2 separate regions of the Mus musculus genome follow, and region 1 is linked to region 2. Evidence: chromatin contacts called from public HiChIP or PLAC-seq data. All regions are on one chromosome and are shown on one strand. The core of a region is the stretch at or near the end of the contact, and the rest is flanking DNA. Distances in the headings are between cores, read along the strand shown.

Region 1 (6,388 bases), core at 2,809-5,308, 41 kb before region 2:
ATGGGGTGTGGACAGCAAAAAAGGGGTCCACGTGCACAGGTGAAGGAAGTGTGTGTATATAATATGAGCACACTTCCAGCTCAGAGGGAAGAGGGGTGTAAGAGAGTAGGGGTGTGAGGTGAGGTGAGCCATGCCAGCCTTGATGAGGGGACTTCCTGTTGAGCAGGCAGCCTCCGCAGTAGTGTTGTCCCTGGCTTCGGATCCCCGCACCCTAGCGTAGCCCCAGCTTCAGTGTAGTGTCGTCTGTAGCTGACCTAGCAGCGTCTGTCACTCAGCCGTGCAGCCTTGAGTTCACACCTGCCTACTGGTGTCTCGGTTTTCAGTTGTGAGCAGAGACTTGCCTCTCCACTCACTTCTGCGGGTCACCACTTGGCCCTCTCTGAGCACTGTTCACAGCTTGTCACCTACCCACTCACATGTGTCAGAGAAAATCACTGCCCCCTCCCAAGGCCAGTTCTGGGATCGAAGGTCAGGGCAGTGTCTGGGGACTGCTATGAGGTGGTCTATGAGAAGGGAAGGAGATCCATCCTTAAAGCCTTGTGGAATAGCAGTTCAGGTGGCCCAGGACGGTCCCTCACTGTGTGCTCACCTTGGAGAGGCCAGTCATCCATCAGGGGATCCGAGTGCAACTGACAATAAGCAGGAGTGTTACATTTCTCTGTCACTTGGAACCTCGGTTCCTGTCCTTGTAGGGTAGGCTGGCCTTGGCCAGAAAGAGCCTGCTGCTGTGGAGAATCTGTGACCCACTCAATTCGGGTGGCAGAGCAGATGGCCTTGCTAGGTTTGTGGGGAATGCTCATGCCCAGCTGACGTAGTTCCAGAGCCCTGTCACCAGTGTTGTGGTCTCAGTAAGCCATGGGCATCCTTGAGACTCAGTTCCCCCTCTGTAAAGTGAAGTCAGGGCATCATCACTCAGCGATGGACCACAGAGGTGAGTGCTGAATACACTGTACATCTGATCACTTCGTTTTCCTTTGACGTCTTCTCTCTGGGCCCCATCCCACCTCTCCAGCTTCCCCTCCATCAGAGGCCCATGCAGACATGGCTCCAGGGGCTCCTTCCCCCTGGAGCACGGGCCCTGATGGGAACATCGCTCTGGGCAAAAGGGACAAGAGAGGTCCTGATATACAAATCTAAACATTGAAAACCCATAAACTGCACACTGCTAGTAAAATATGTGTTAGCCTCCTAACAAACATACTTCCATAGCAATTAAAGTATCTGCCGGCAGATGGGTAGATTTGTAATTTATAATTCAGACATTCAGTCTGAAAGTCGGGAGACAAAGCTTATGATAATTATTTGTGACTAGGTGTTCTCTGATGATTAAGTAAGAAAACAGAGATAACCTTAACTCCTAAGGCATTCTCTGTAATAGCCCTGGCTGTCCTGGTACTCACTCTGTAGACCAGGCTGGCCTCGAACTCAGAAATCCACCTGCCTCTGCCTCTCAAGTGCTGGGATTAAAGGCATGCGCCACCACTGCCCGGCTTCTTGTATTTCTTATAGAAAAGATGATCATGTTATTATAGTCATTTACAAGGTCACTTATTACAACATTTGCATGTAATTATTATTTTGGCAGTATGGTCCCCAAGGTTAAAATAGCGCAGTATACCAAAGACTATATTAAAAAAAAAAGTTAGGTTAAGTGAAAAATACCAAAAATTAAATATCGTAAACATAGGATCAATATTTATTTATTTATTTTTGAGACAGGGCCTTAAACTTCTGATTCTCCTGACCCTGCCTCCCTGGCATTGGGATTATAGGCATATGTCACCATGCGTGGTTTTATACTGTGCTGGGAATCGAACAGACATACTTGGCAAACATTAGCCTTTAGGGGACTGAGGCTCAGTTGCCTGCATCCCCCAAGAAATGCATACACGCCACAAGGACCCTAATGCAAGTAGCTTTTTTGGAAGTGATGCTGAGGAGCCCCAGCTGGATATGGGAAGACTACATGCCACACACGGTTCCTTTCTTCCTAGTTCTGTGCCTTTGCCAGCTCAGCTGAGGCACTGACAGCCCTTGTTCCCAGTAAAGTAGAGGTGATCTGGGCTTTGTTTCTAAGCCAGGAGTTTTGTGTGTTCTGCCAGAATCTTTGAGAACATGGTAAGCTAACTCATTTGCTTACAAGGTGGATACAAACTCAGCTTTCACAGTGCATGTATGTGTGTATGTGAGTGTGTGTGTGTATGTGAGTGTGTGCACATGTGAACAAGCGTGTGTGAGTATGTGTGTGTGTGAGTGTATATATGTGTGTGTACATGTGCGTGTATGTGTGTGTACATGCATGTAGAATGCATGCAGAAGTCAACGTTGGAAGTTGTTTCTTAGACACTCTTCTCTTTTGAAACCATTGTCTTTCACTGGCCTGGAACCCCTGATATAGGCTAGAGTGGCAGACCAGTGAGTCCCAGGGCTCCTCCTGTCTCTACCCCAACAGCCACTGGGATGATAAGAGGACACAGGCAAGCTTGGCTTTTATGTGGGTCTAGTCCTCATTCTTGCACGGCAAGCATTTCACTCACTGAGATATCTAACCCAGGCCAACACAACTCTTATTATAAAGGATGGGAAATTTTACAGGAGCCAGTTTTAGCCTTAGTTGGTGGACATGAAGGGGACAAAAACTGGAAGGAAGAAGGCTAGAGTCATGGGAAAGTTCCATGAGGGAAGGTGGGGACCATTTCAGCAGAAGTGGGAGGCTGGTTCATTCAGAATAAAGAATATGGAGGCCGACAGGCCAGGCCAGTCTTAGTAAAGATATGGTGTCAGGGTCCAACTACCAGGCCAAAAGTTCAGTAATCCCCTTCCCAGATCTATTCCCCAAACACTGGGTGACAGTAAGCAAGTCAAGTCAGGGAGACCCTCAGAGTTTCAGCCTTTTTTCCTATGAAATGGGGGTGATATGCTGGAGTTTCCACAGGCGGCCATGACTCAGAAGTAGTGGTTGGGCTTCTGAGACAGGATAATAATGCGCACACACACACACACACACACACACACACACACACACACACACACACTCATGCTCACACACACATGCACATATACTCACACACACACACACACACATACAATACACACATACTCTCACATGCATATACACACATGCACATGTACTCACACAGTACACATACTCATACACATGTACACACATACAATACACACACACACACACACTCATACAGAGAGATCTGACCCAGTTTCCAGAGCTTAGTGCTCCTCCACCCAAGGGAGGGTGTGTATAGATACCTATGATCATAAATACCAGCCAGTGTTCAAGTCCCACACCCATGCATATGCATGTACATGTGCATTCCTGTAAAGAGGCATGCATATAGCTCTCTGTACAGGCATGTATAATATGGCCGGCTCTCTCTGGAGGACAAAACCTGTGTGGATCTCCATTGCTGACAAAAAGCCTAAAAACCAAGAGTTCCTCACTGGGGGCCAATTAGGATAAGTTCTTGTCTATCTACTGCATCCATGAGCTCCCTAAAGACATGGAACCCAAGGACCACTGAACCATCCCACCTTCCTAGCTCCAGCATGCAGTTGGCACTTAATAAAAGCTCGTGGGGTGAACAAAGCCAGGAGGAAATAGGAGGGGCAGGACATAAAGCCTCACCTAAGCTTAGGGAGGTGGTCTCAGACCTTAACTGCCCCAGAGGGTAGCTGCCCTCTACCACTCGCCGAGGATGCTGGCAAGGAGAGCTTGTCTCAGATGCTGTGTCCTCACCTAACCCTGAGTCCTGCCCCACCCGGGTGGCTAGGAAGGCTGAGGTGCCTGGCTCTTAACTGTGACTCAGCGGAAGAAGACAAGGGAGGGGGGAGGGTTAATGCTGGGGCCCAAAAGGGTTTTGCTTCTCATTTCTCTCTTTCCAAAGCACAGTCAGTTCCCAGAAATGAAGGTACCCAGAACCAGAGAGACTTGAGGCTTTGTGGGGCCCTGGGTTCCCCAGCCTGCCCACCTTAAAGGCACCATAAAGCCTGGGGAAACCCCTTGGCCACGCCTACTGCTTGACTCTTCTTTTTCCTGCCTCAAACCAGAGATTATGCACCTGGCACATGCATTGTGCAGCCAGGTCTTGGATGAGGACACCAAGGACCTTTCAGAAGTAGGTGGCCCAGATTCAGTGGCTGTGACAGAAGCTGGGTGGAGGTGACCCCAGGACAGGACAGTTGAGGGGGCTAGAAGCTTCAGGAACAGAACAGCCAATATAGAAAATGCCCTCATGCCCTGCCCACAAGTTCCTTCCTCCTCCCTCTCGCCTTCCTTTCTTAAGTAAAATTAACATTTACGTGTGTGTGTGTGTGTGTGTGCGTGTGTGTGCGTGTGTGTGCGTGTGTGTGAATGCCATAGTTTGCTTGTAAAGGTCATAAGACAATTTGCATTTTCCTCCTTCCCCAGTAACCCTGATCAGCCGGCTTGGCAGTGAGCACTTTTACCCTCATCTTGCTGTCTCTTCTTTTTTTTCCTTTCTCTTCTTTCTCTCTTCTCCCTTCTCTTTTTTTCCCCCTCTCACCTCTCCTTTTCTTTTTTCATAATTAAAAATAAACATTGTAGGGGCTGGAGAGATGGCTCAGTGATTCAGAGCCCTGGCTGCTGTACCTGAGTTCAATTCCCAGCACCCACATGGTAATTCCCAAGTGTCTGTAACTCCAGTTCCTGGGGATCTAACACCCTCACACAGACAGACATGCAGGCAAAACACCAATTCACATAAAAATAGCAAAAATGAATCATTTTGAAAAATAAACATCATAGGGAAATGGACAGGATGGGGGGGGGCATATCATCACACTAAGTGACATAAGCCAGGCTCAGAAAGACAACTATCCTGTGTTTCTTCTCATAAGCAGAATACATGTACAGACATGCATAGGGCACAGAAGTAAATGGAAGAGGGACTATGTGAGGGGAGGAATGGGTAGTGAGGGGCAAGAAAAAATATCAAGTGTTTCCTCTCATGTGCAGTGTCGGTGTCCACATACTTATCTGGATATGACAGGAAAGCAGAAGGGGCCCATTTGGGAGGAAGAACAAACAAGGAGGGGAGTGGGAGAGCAGTGGGGAGTGGATACAAACAAGAAACAAAGTATCCAGGTGTGCGACCCACGGCTTTCATCCCAGCCCTTAGGGGACAGAAGCAGGCAGATCTGAGTCCCAGCTACAGAGTGAGTTCCAGAATAGCCAAGGCTGCACAGAAAAACCCTGTCCCAGAAAAAGATTATTTATATATATATACATACACATATACATGCATATATGAAAATCTAACAATGAAAACTCATTACTTTTTATGCTAACTAAAAGAATCAACAAAATAAATGTATGATTTTAAGACCAGTGATATGGCTCAGTGCATAAGGCACTTGTGCAAGCCTCCAATGACCTGGGTTTAACCCCTGGAACTCATGTATATGTGGAAGGAGAGAATGTGCTCCACAAAACTGTATTCTACCGTAGCACGTAGACCCCCCCCCCACCCCCATAAATAACCAATAATAATGATGTCTAAACACCACAGACTCAAACAAGTGTAACCCGCCATTATAACACATCAGAGTCCTCCCCATGACCTGGGCTTGAAGTGAGTCTCCTCCTCCTGTCCCTACAGCCTGTCAGGTGGGCTACAGAGGCATTGCCACTGCTCACAACCACTGATCTGCCAGCTCTGTCCCTTGGTCCTGTGTTATGAAAAGCAAACATTGAAAGAACATGGAAGTGTAGGCCAGCATAAGATTCTAATCCCTAGAGCTGGAGAGATGGCGAGAAGGCTCAGCAGTTGAGAGCATTTCTGCTCTTCCAGACGACCCAGGTGTAGTTCCCAGCACCTATCTCAGACAGTCTAATTCCACTGCTTGCAGAGGGACCAGCGCCCATGTCCAGCTGCCTATAACTCTACTTTCAGGGGATCTGGAGCCCCTCTGCTGGGCTCCACAGTCCTGCATACCTACGGTGCACAGACATACACACAGGTGAAATACTTGTACATATAAAATAAAAATAAATATGTCTTTAAATAAATTTTTTAAAAAGCCACCCCATGCTAGTCTCTGGTGTAGACACTGGCGCTCTTTGCTAGATTTTATGCAAAGAAAAAATTTCAACTTTTAAACATTATGTTATTAAAATGCTGCTTTTACATTTGGGGGGGGGGCTTTTCGAGACAGGGTTTCTCTGTATAGCCCTGGCTGTCCTGGAACTCACTTTGTAGACCAGGCTGGCCTCGAACTCAGAAATCCTCCTGCCTCTGCCTCCCGAGTTGCTTTTACATTTTTAAAATATGTATTTAATGCCCCATGAAACTCAGTTTGAAGAACAAGCTGTTGAGCTATGAGGACCTGGAGTGAAAGGAAGGAAAATTTACCA
Region 2 (6,978 bases), core at 2,410-4,909:
AACTCTCAGAAGGCTGGCAGAACTTCTCAGGGGCACAGGGTGAGCAAGTGGGCTGTGTGTTTCCACATTGTTAGTCAACCTCTTGGTTCAGGAATGTGGGTGCTGCCGACTCTTGGTATCCTGAAGAAAGCGCCTGGGAGCAAGGGTAACACCCAGGGACCAGGCATGATGAGCGGTGTAGATGAAGCCCTACTGCTTTTGTTGCATGATCCAGGCCTTTTCCTGAGGGGTGGGTTTGGCGCAGTGATGGGCACAGGGTGCTATATGGTGACACAGGCCACCTACTCATAGACTCTGCCTTCACAGTAACTTATCCCTTCTACCCACATTGTCCTGTTTCCTAGATCTTTTTCCTACTCTCTGAGGAAAATGCAGATTCCCAAATTCCCGTGTCTTTCCCAGGTTGTAGGATTGATTGATATTGAGGTGAAAGGTTTCGGTGGTTCTGTTCTTCTTGAGGAATCAAACCTTAGGGGACTCTCCTGGCTGTCCTCAGTGGTGAATGGACAGAACTGCCCCCATTGCTGCTTCTGAAATTGGCAATTGGGTCCCTCTTAAGAAGGCCCTCCCCACTCTCTACAAGCAATCGCTTGCACATTTTCTCTCTCTCTCCCTCTCCCCCCTCCCCCTCCCTCTCCCTCCCCCTCCCTCTCCCTCCCCCTCCCTCTCCCTCCCCCTCCCCCCTTCCCCCTCCCCCCTCCCTCTCCCCCCTCCCTCTCCCTCTCCCTCCCCCTCCCCCCTCCCCCCTCCCTCTCCCCCTCCCTCTCCCTCTCCTCCCCCCCCCCCATGCATGAAATCTCTCTGTGAATAGCAACCAGAGCAGCAGCGGTGGCTGGAAGTGGGTGGTATCAGGTGGATGTGGATGGGCGCCTTCAAAGAAGTCCTTCTCTTGTTTAATACAGTGAAGTGTCACCTTGGAGCTAGAGTGGACAAAGTAATCCCATTGCCCGGCTGCAGGCAGACAGACAGTGGGGATGCCTTCGGAATGTAAAGGGACGCTCTCCTGCAGTGCTCTGACCTTCTGCAGACTGCTAGAAACAGTTCCCTCTAGTCCAGCATCCCATCAGCGAACCCACCCACACTGTACTTCATTCTGTATGGAAGAGAAAGATGACAAGTGGGGGGAAAATGAGAAGTATTATGAGTGAGGGCCCTATGTGTCCACATCTTTATATTTACAGCTAAATAGAAAGGCCAAAGGTTAAGCCAGGGAATGCATGGGGCATGGGGTGATGGAAGGCCCAGGAAGAAGCTGTCTCTTTGATAGCCTGTGAAGCTATGCTCCTTTGACAGGACTCTCTCTCTCTCTCTCTCTCTCTCTCTCTCTCTCTGTGTGTGTGTGTGTGTGTGTGTGTGTGTGTGTGTGTGTAGTGGGGCTTCTCACAGAGTGCCTGAGGGAACCCCCAGGACATCCTGGCCTCTGAGGGCTCAAGACTTGGGGGATAACTACAGGTGAGACAGCTGTGGTTTCCCAGAGGGCACTCATGAGAGGCCATCAACACTGAGAAAGGAGCAGAGTCTGTGAGCACCAGGTGCAGAGAGAGGAAGAGGATAGGGAAAAGCATGGAGTCCCTTAGGTGTGACCAAGTATGATAAAAGCAGATGCCATCCCACCTGGGACTAGGGCTGTCCTTGGCATGCCAGCTCACTTCACCCTCAGAGCTAGTAGGCAGTGGTCACTGGCCCTTACTCCTTAACTTGGGTCCTGCAGAGACAGATCAAGGTCAGGGACAGGACTCCTTAAGGACATCTGGGTAACCCTCCTTCTCCAGGCCTCCAAGGTGATGGGAAGCAAACATGCATGGTTAAAATAAGAATCTTCGAGACGGACTGGAGAGATTGTTCAGTGGTTAAGGCATGTAGTGCTCTGGCAGAAGACATCCATGTCAGGTGGATCACAACCCCTGTATCTCCAGCTCCAGAGGACCACTCTTCCTGCCTCCAGAGGCATGTCCACTTGTGTGTGTACAATCCTGTGCATACAGATGATTTTACAAAGAACAAATAAATTTTTTTTTCAAGAATCCAAGAGCAAAGCCCAGTGAATGCTAGAGCCTTCATTCAAGAGAGGCATTACAAACTGGGTAGGAGTCAAAGGTGCTGAGACTTACCTGAGAAGACAGTTTCCTCCCCTAGCCCCTGCTCCAGGCACAGGACTGTGCATTAAACAGCCTGCTTCTCAGACCATCCCAGTTTGCACTTCTCAATTCTCACGGTACATCTAGGAACGTGACATCCTTGGAACTTGGTTGGACCCCTGAACAGCAGACCTGAGATCCCTGTATGTCAAACAGGGACCAGTAGGAGGTGGGAAGCTAGAGCCCTTTGAGGTCCCCCAGAAGTCTGGTTTCTATATTATATCTGGCATTGAGAAGCTGGAACCTGCAGGCAGGGGAAGCTGGGAGGGGTGGTCTTTCTCCAAGGCTAGGGATTCTATCTCTGATGGCTCAGGCTAGCTCTGATCAGTAAGTTACCGCCTGGGCTAGTGTCTTAGGGTTTCTGTTGCTATGGTGAAACACCAGGACCATAAACAACTTGGCGAGGAGGAAAGGATTTGATTTCAGTTTACAGTTTCACATTGTAGCCCATCACTGAAAGAAGTCATGGCAGGAGCTTGGATGCAGGAGTCGGTACAGAGGCACCATATAGGGTGCTGCTTACTGACTTGCTCCTCATGGCTTACTCAACGGCTTTCTTATACACCCCAGGACCACCTGCCCAGGAGTAGCACTACCCACAGTGACCTGGGCCTTCCCAAATCAATTACCAATCAGGAAACTGCACCACAGGCTTGTCTACCAACCAAAGGGATGGGGGGTCTTCTCAACTGAGGGTCTTTCTTCCTAAATGACTCTAACTTGTGTCAAGTTGGCATAAAAATACCCAGCATAGCTTAGTCCTTATATTTAGTTGCAACCTCCAGACAGCTTGAACTCCTACTAGCTTGGAAGCAGAGAGAATCGGTCACAGGAGGACGTCCTCCCTAGTGTCCCCCACCGTGTGTAGTTTCTAGAATGTGCAGGGGGGCTAGCAGGGCAGGAGGGGGTCCAGGATGCTGATGATGTCACTAGTGAGTCCCGGAGCCCATTAAGCTTCTCACTGGCCCCTGGATTCCGAGTTCCGCCAGACAAATGAACCTTCTAAATAATATTTCCTGGTGGATCCACATAGGGGAGACACAGATCCTCACAGTGGCCTAAAAGGTGACAACAGCAAACATTACCCAAAGTGGTCAGAAATGTAAACAGGCCAGTTCTAGGGCTGTGGAGGGTTTGAAAAAGACCGAGAATCTGCCTGGAGGGTGGTGAGCTTGGAGAGAGGCTGACTTTCTCTTACCTGGTAGGTAGAAAGCTTGGAGAGAGGCTGGGACTCTCTCCTCTCTCTTGCCTCCTGCCGCACCCCGCTGAGAATATTGGGTACCAAGCTCTCTGTTCTGGGAGATGTTTCTTGAGGCTCCCACGCACATCACCACATGATCTCCAGCCTAGACCTCTCCATCAGAGGCTTGGCCTGGCCCAGAGCAAGACAGGAGGGTCCCTGGGCCAGGCACCCACTGCCTCTTCCATTCTCCCTGGCACCAGGTGCTTTGGTCTATCAGGTGACTGGCAGGCCTCAAGATTCCTCTGAGAGTTCAGGTCTGACATCACAGTGCTCCAGACATCCCTCTTACCACCCACCTTGATTGTCCCAGAGGCTGAGATTTGGGCTAGGTTCTATTTTGCAAAGCTACACACACACACACACACACACACACACTGCTTCCTTCAGTCCATCTGGGTGCTTCTACGAGCACTTCTTCAGTCAGCCTGTTTATAGTGCAGTGGGATGCGGTGGGGGGTGGGGGTGGGGGAGTAGGGAGGGGAGCTCTCAGATCCTGACACAAGAGTTATTGACATGTGGCATCCTTTCTTCCAGACCTCACTCAGAGAGCACAGGCTGAAGCAAGCATTTTCTGTGTGTCTGACATGTGAGGGACAGCCTGCCTTTCAGGACCCACTCTGCTGGCTTAGAGAAAGGGTACTGACCAGAGCTGCTTCCAAAGTTTTAGTCAGGGGAGGCTGCCTAGAGAAGGCACAGAGACATACATGCCCAGTCACTTTCTCTTTCTGCTTGCTGGCCAGGATGTGGGTATGGCTCTGGCCAGCCTATGACTTTTCCCAAGAAATCCCGTGGAAGTTAGCTCTCTCTCCTAGCAAGCTCCGTGGTACCCAGAAGATCTCACAGTCCAGACAGATTCCCTTGTGGTGACCACTCAGGCTTTCCCATCTCAGAGGCAGCTGGAAACCCAGCACAGTAGGTCCCTCATCCACAGCCTGGGGACGAACTTCTGCAGTCATACAATTTAAAGCTTTTTTTCTGGATCCTGGAGCCCCTTAGATCTAAAGCTGGAGATGAGAGCTAACCCCTCAGAAGCTGTCCAAGGAAGGGGACTTAGCAAAATCATCTTAGAGGCCTGGCACCTATGAGCCTAGAGGAGTCAAGATGGTGAGAATAGATGGAAACCTGTCTGCTTGGTACCCAGGCACCCATCTGACATGACCCAGGAGGGCAGAAGACAGGCTTAGGCAAAGGCTGAAGGTTGGATGAAGGCCCAGAGTCCAGCTGCCTGCACTGGTGGGGCTGGAATCTGTGTCTTGCCATGGCTATGATCCTGCTGGATGTCACAACTCAGGGGGCTGCCTTGTGACCTGGAAGGGGAGGACAGGAAAACACCCAATCCTGGTACAGGTCACCCTCACAATGACTTCCCCTGGTCACCCCTCACCCGACTGCTCTTATGATCCCTCAGGACCCTCAGCCTTTCTCTTCCAGACTCACCTGGCTTTTCATCTTTGACCCAGCCAATAGGTTCTCGATTTTGACTAAAACAAGGCAAAGGGAAGCCGAGCATGATGTGTCTGTCTGCCACCCCAGCATTTTAGAGGCACAGACAGTAGGATTGTGAGTTCGAGACCCAGCTGAACTCCATCATAGGAAAAGCCTATCTAAAACCAAAACAAGGAGGAAGACAAAATTGAGGAGGGGAAGAGGGGAAAAAAGGAGCCAGGCATAGTACCTGAGAGTAACTTCTCATGTCCTGCACCCAACCTCCAGCCCGATGCATAGCACCTGCTACACTCCATGTCTGTCCATCCACCCTGTCCTTCTGCTCCTTTGTCAGAGAGGCACGGGGACCGATCCAGAGCCACACAGCCGGGAAGCAGGATGGCAGGGGGACGGCTTGGGAATGCCTGGCTCTTGGTAGAGCTGATACCCGGGAAGGCTGCCGGCTTCTTACTCCCCAGGACATTTTCTGATCAGACTGACACCTCCTGCCCCATCAAATAGAAAGCCAACTCCCCTTGACCCAGATGAGCACAAAAAGGCATTGAGCAGCAGGTCAGAAAAGAGTCGGAGTTTATGCCTGGAAAGTTGGCTCAGAGGAGAAGCCTCACCTACAATGGGGAAACCCACAAATATCCACAGCGCCCCTCAACTCAAGGGCATGGGGTAGGTATTGGCGGCTGGCAACTCTGGCCCCAGAGTACTTGATCCAGGAGTAGGGAAGGGTGTGGTGATCCCAGTCACCCTTAATTTTCGAGATTCTGCATGCTTGTCCCATCCGGGAGGCAGAGGGTCACCTACCTGCACTGCACAAGAGATCCTGACCACAGACTGGGAGTCTAAGTCTTCCAGCTGGGCTGGGAAATTCCAGACAGATAAGGTCTAGAAGTGGGGGTTCTGGAGCCTGACAGGTCCCCAGCAGGGACGCAGAGTCCAATCTACCTTATAATTTTTCATAGCAACTATGATGCCACCTGCTGGCAGCTCCAGGCACTGACAGCATCAGACAAGTCCTTTGGGTTGGCCCAAGCAAGAGTTGTCTTCTAGCCTTGTCCTTTGATCTCCCCCCTCTCCCCACCCTCCCCTGTCTCCTCCCTTCCCCTCCCCACTTCTTTCCTCCCATAATCTCCTCTCCTCTCCTCTCCTCTCCTCTCCTCTCCTCTCCTCTCCTCTCCTCTCCTCTCCTCTCCTCTCCTCTCCTCTCCTCTCCTCTGCTCTCCTCAACCCCGACCATTCTCTCTCATGAACTGGCACTGCACTGCCACCAACTAGAGCGTGAACCCCTTACCTCTATGCCCTGAATGCCCCTCTCACCTCCCCCTACCCATGCTGCCACCCTTTCTCTCTTGGTCAGGGTCCAGCAGATCCCCCTCTACTCTCCTGCCTTCAGACTGCAGGACCCAGAGAGTCACAAAGTGGGCCAAACCCTGCCTACCTGGCATTCACTGAAAGATTCATTTGCTGAAGGAAGCCAAGGACACCAGATTTTGAGACATTTAAGAGATTTACCGGGGCTGGTGAGATGGCTCAGTGGGTAAGAGCACCCGACTGTTCTTCCAAAGGTCTGGAGTTCAAATCCCAGCAACCACATGGTGGCTCACAACCATCCGTAACGAGATCTGACTCCCTCTTCTGGTGTGTCTGAAGACAGCTACAGTGTACTTACATATAATAAATAAATAAATCTTTAAAAAAAAAGAGATTTACCATCAGCTCAATAATAAGTCCATAAAATGCCACCCATAAGCCTAGGTAAGCCTAGGTATAGTGAGGTCCTGCAGAGTGAGAGTGTGGGAGCCTCCTGAATACCCTCAGACAGAGACAGAGCCATTTGATCTCCTAGTAACCCAGTGAGCATCCTTTGTGTGCCCAGATTGCACAGAGGGAAACAAAGGCACAAAACGATAGGTGTGCCTAGCATACAGCAGGGTCTGAACTTGACCCCAGGCAGGTTAACCCCAGAGCTCACTGCCAAAATTCCCAAAGAAGGAAAGAACATTCTCAGAAGCGAGAGCTGCTCCCACCCATCCATTTGTCTGTTCTCTTTGGTCACTTTCAGCTTGTCCACACAGGGTCCTCTGTGCTGGTGGGCACAGGTGGGGCTGGCCTTGGAGGAACCCCTTCTGTGAGGAGAGCAGAGGCAGTAAGGCTCTG

Evidence for each region. HiChIP or PLAC-seq counts read pairs in DNA pulled down with a chosen protein or histone mark.
Region 1: an H3K27ac HiChIP or PLAC-seq map of CD8 T cells shows a contact between it and region 2, with 13 times the contacts expected there. The contact joins the enhancer-like site here to the promoter of 4930429P21Rik in region 2. A contact is called at or near these places in 1 of 15 datasets of contacts at CTCF or cohesin (CD8 T cells), 10 of 484 Hi-C or Micro-C datasets (CD4 T cells, the HPC-7 cell line, cerebral cortex and 4 more), 7 of 115 datasets of contacts at active chromatin or transcription factors (CD8 T cells, the HPC-7 cell line, bone marrow-derived macrophages and 2 more) and 3 of 9 other capture datasets (adipose tissue, liver and pancreatic islet).

What each region holds. Positions count from the first base shown.
Region 1 is chr9:107,309,108-107,315,495 of GRCm38.p6, forward strand. No RefSeq gene overlaps it. Among named protein-coding and RNA genes, the nearest start is that of Cish, 16 kb to the left of the region's middle. Within about 2 kb of position 4,059, at least 159 of the 459 cell types and tissues checked have an H3K27ac peak or open chromatin away from gene starts, as enhancers often do. A contact at or near this core is called in CD8 T cells, the HPC-7 cell line, bone marrow-derived macrophages and 1 more, where this site is marked.
Region 2 is chr9:107,350,399-107,357,376 of GRCm38.p6, forward strand. 4930429P21Rik (a long non-coding RNA gene) reads right to left here and starts at 3,660. Exons shown (of 5, transcript XR_003948243.1): 1 at 3,337-3,660; 2 at 1,615-1,705; 3 at 1,019-1,093; 4 at 816-920; 5 at 1-530.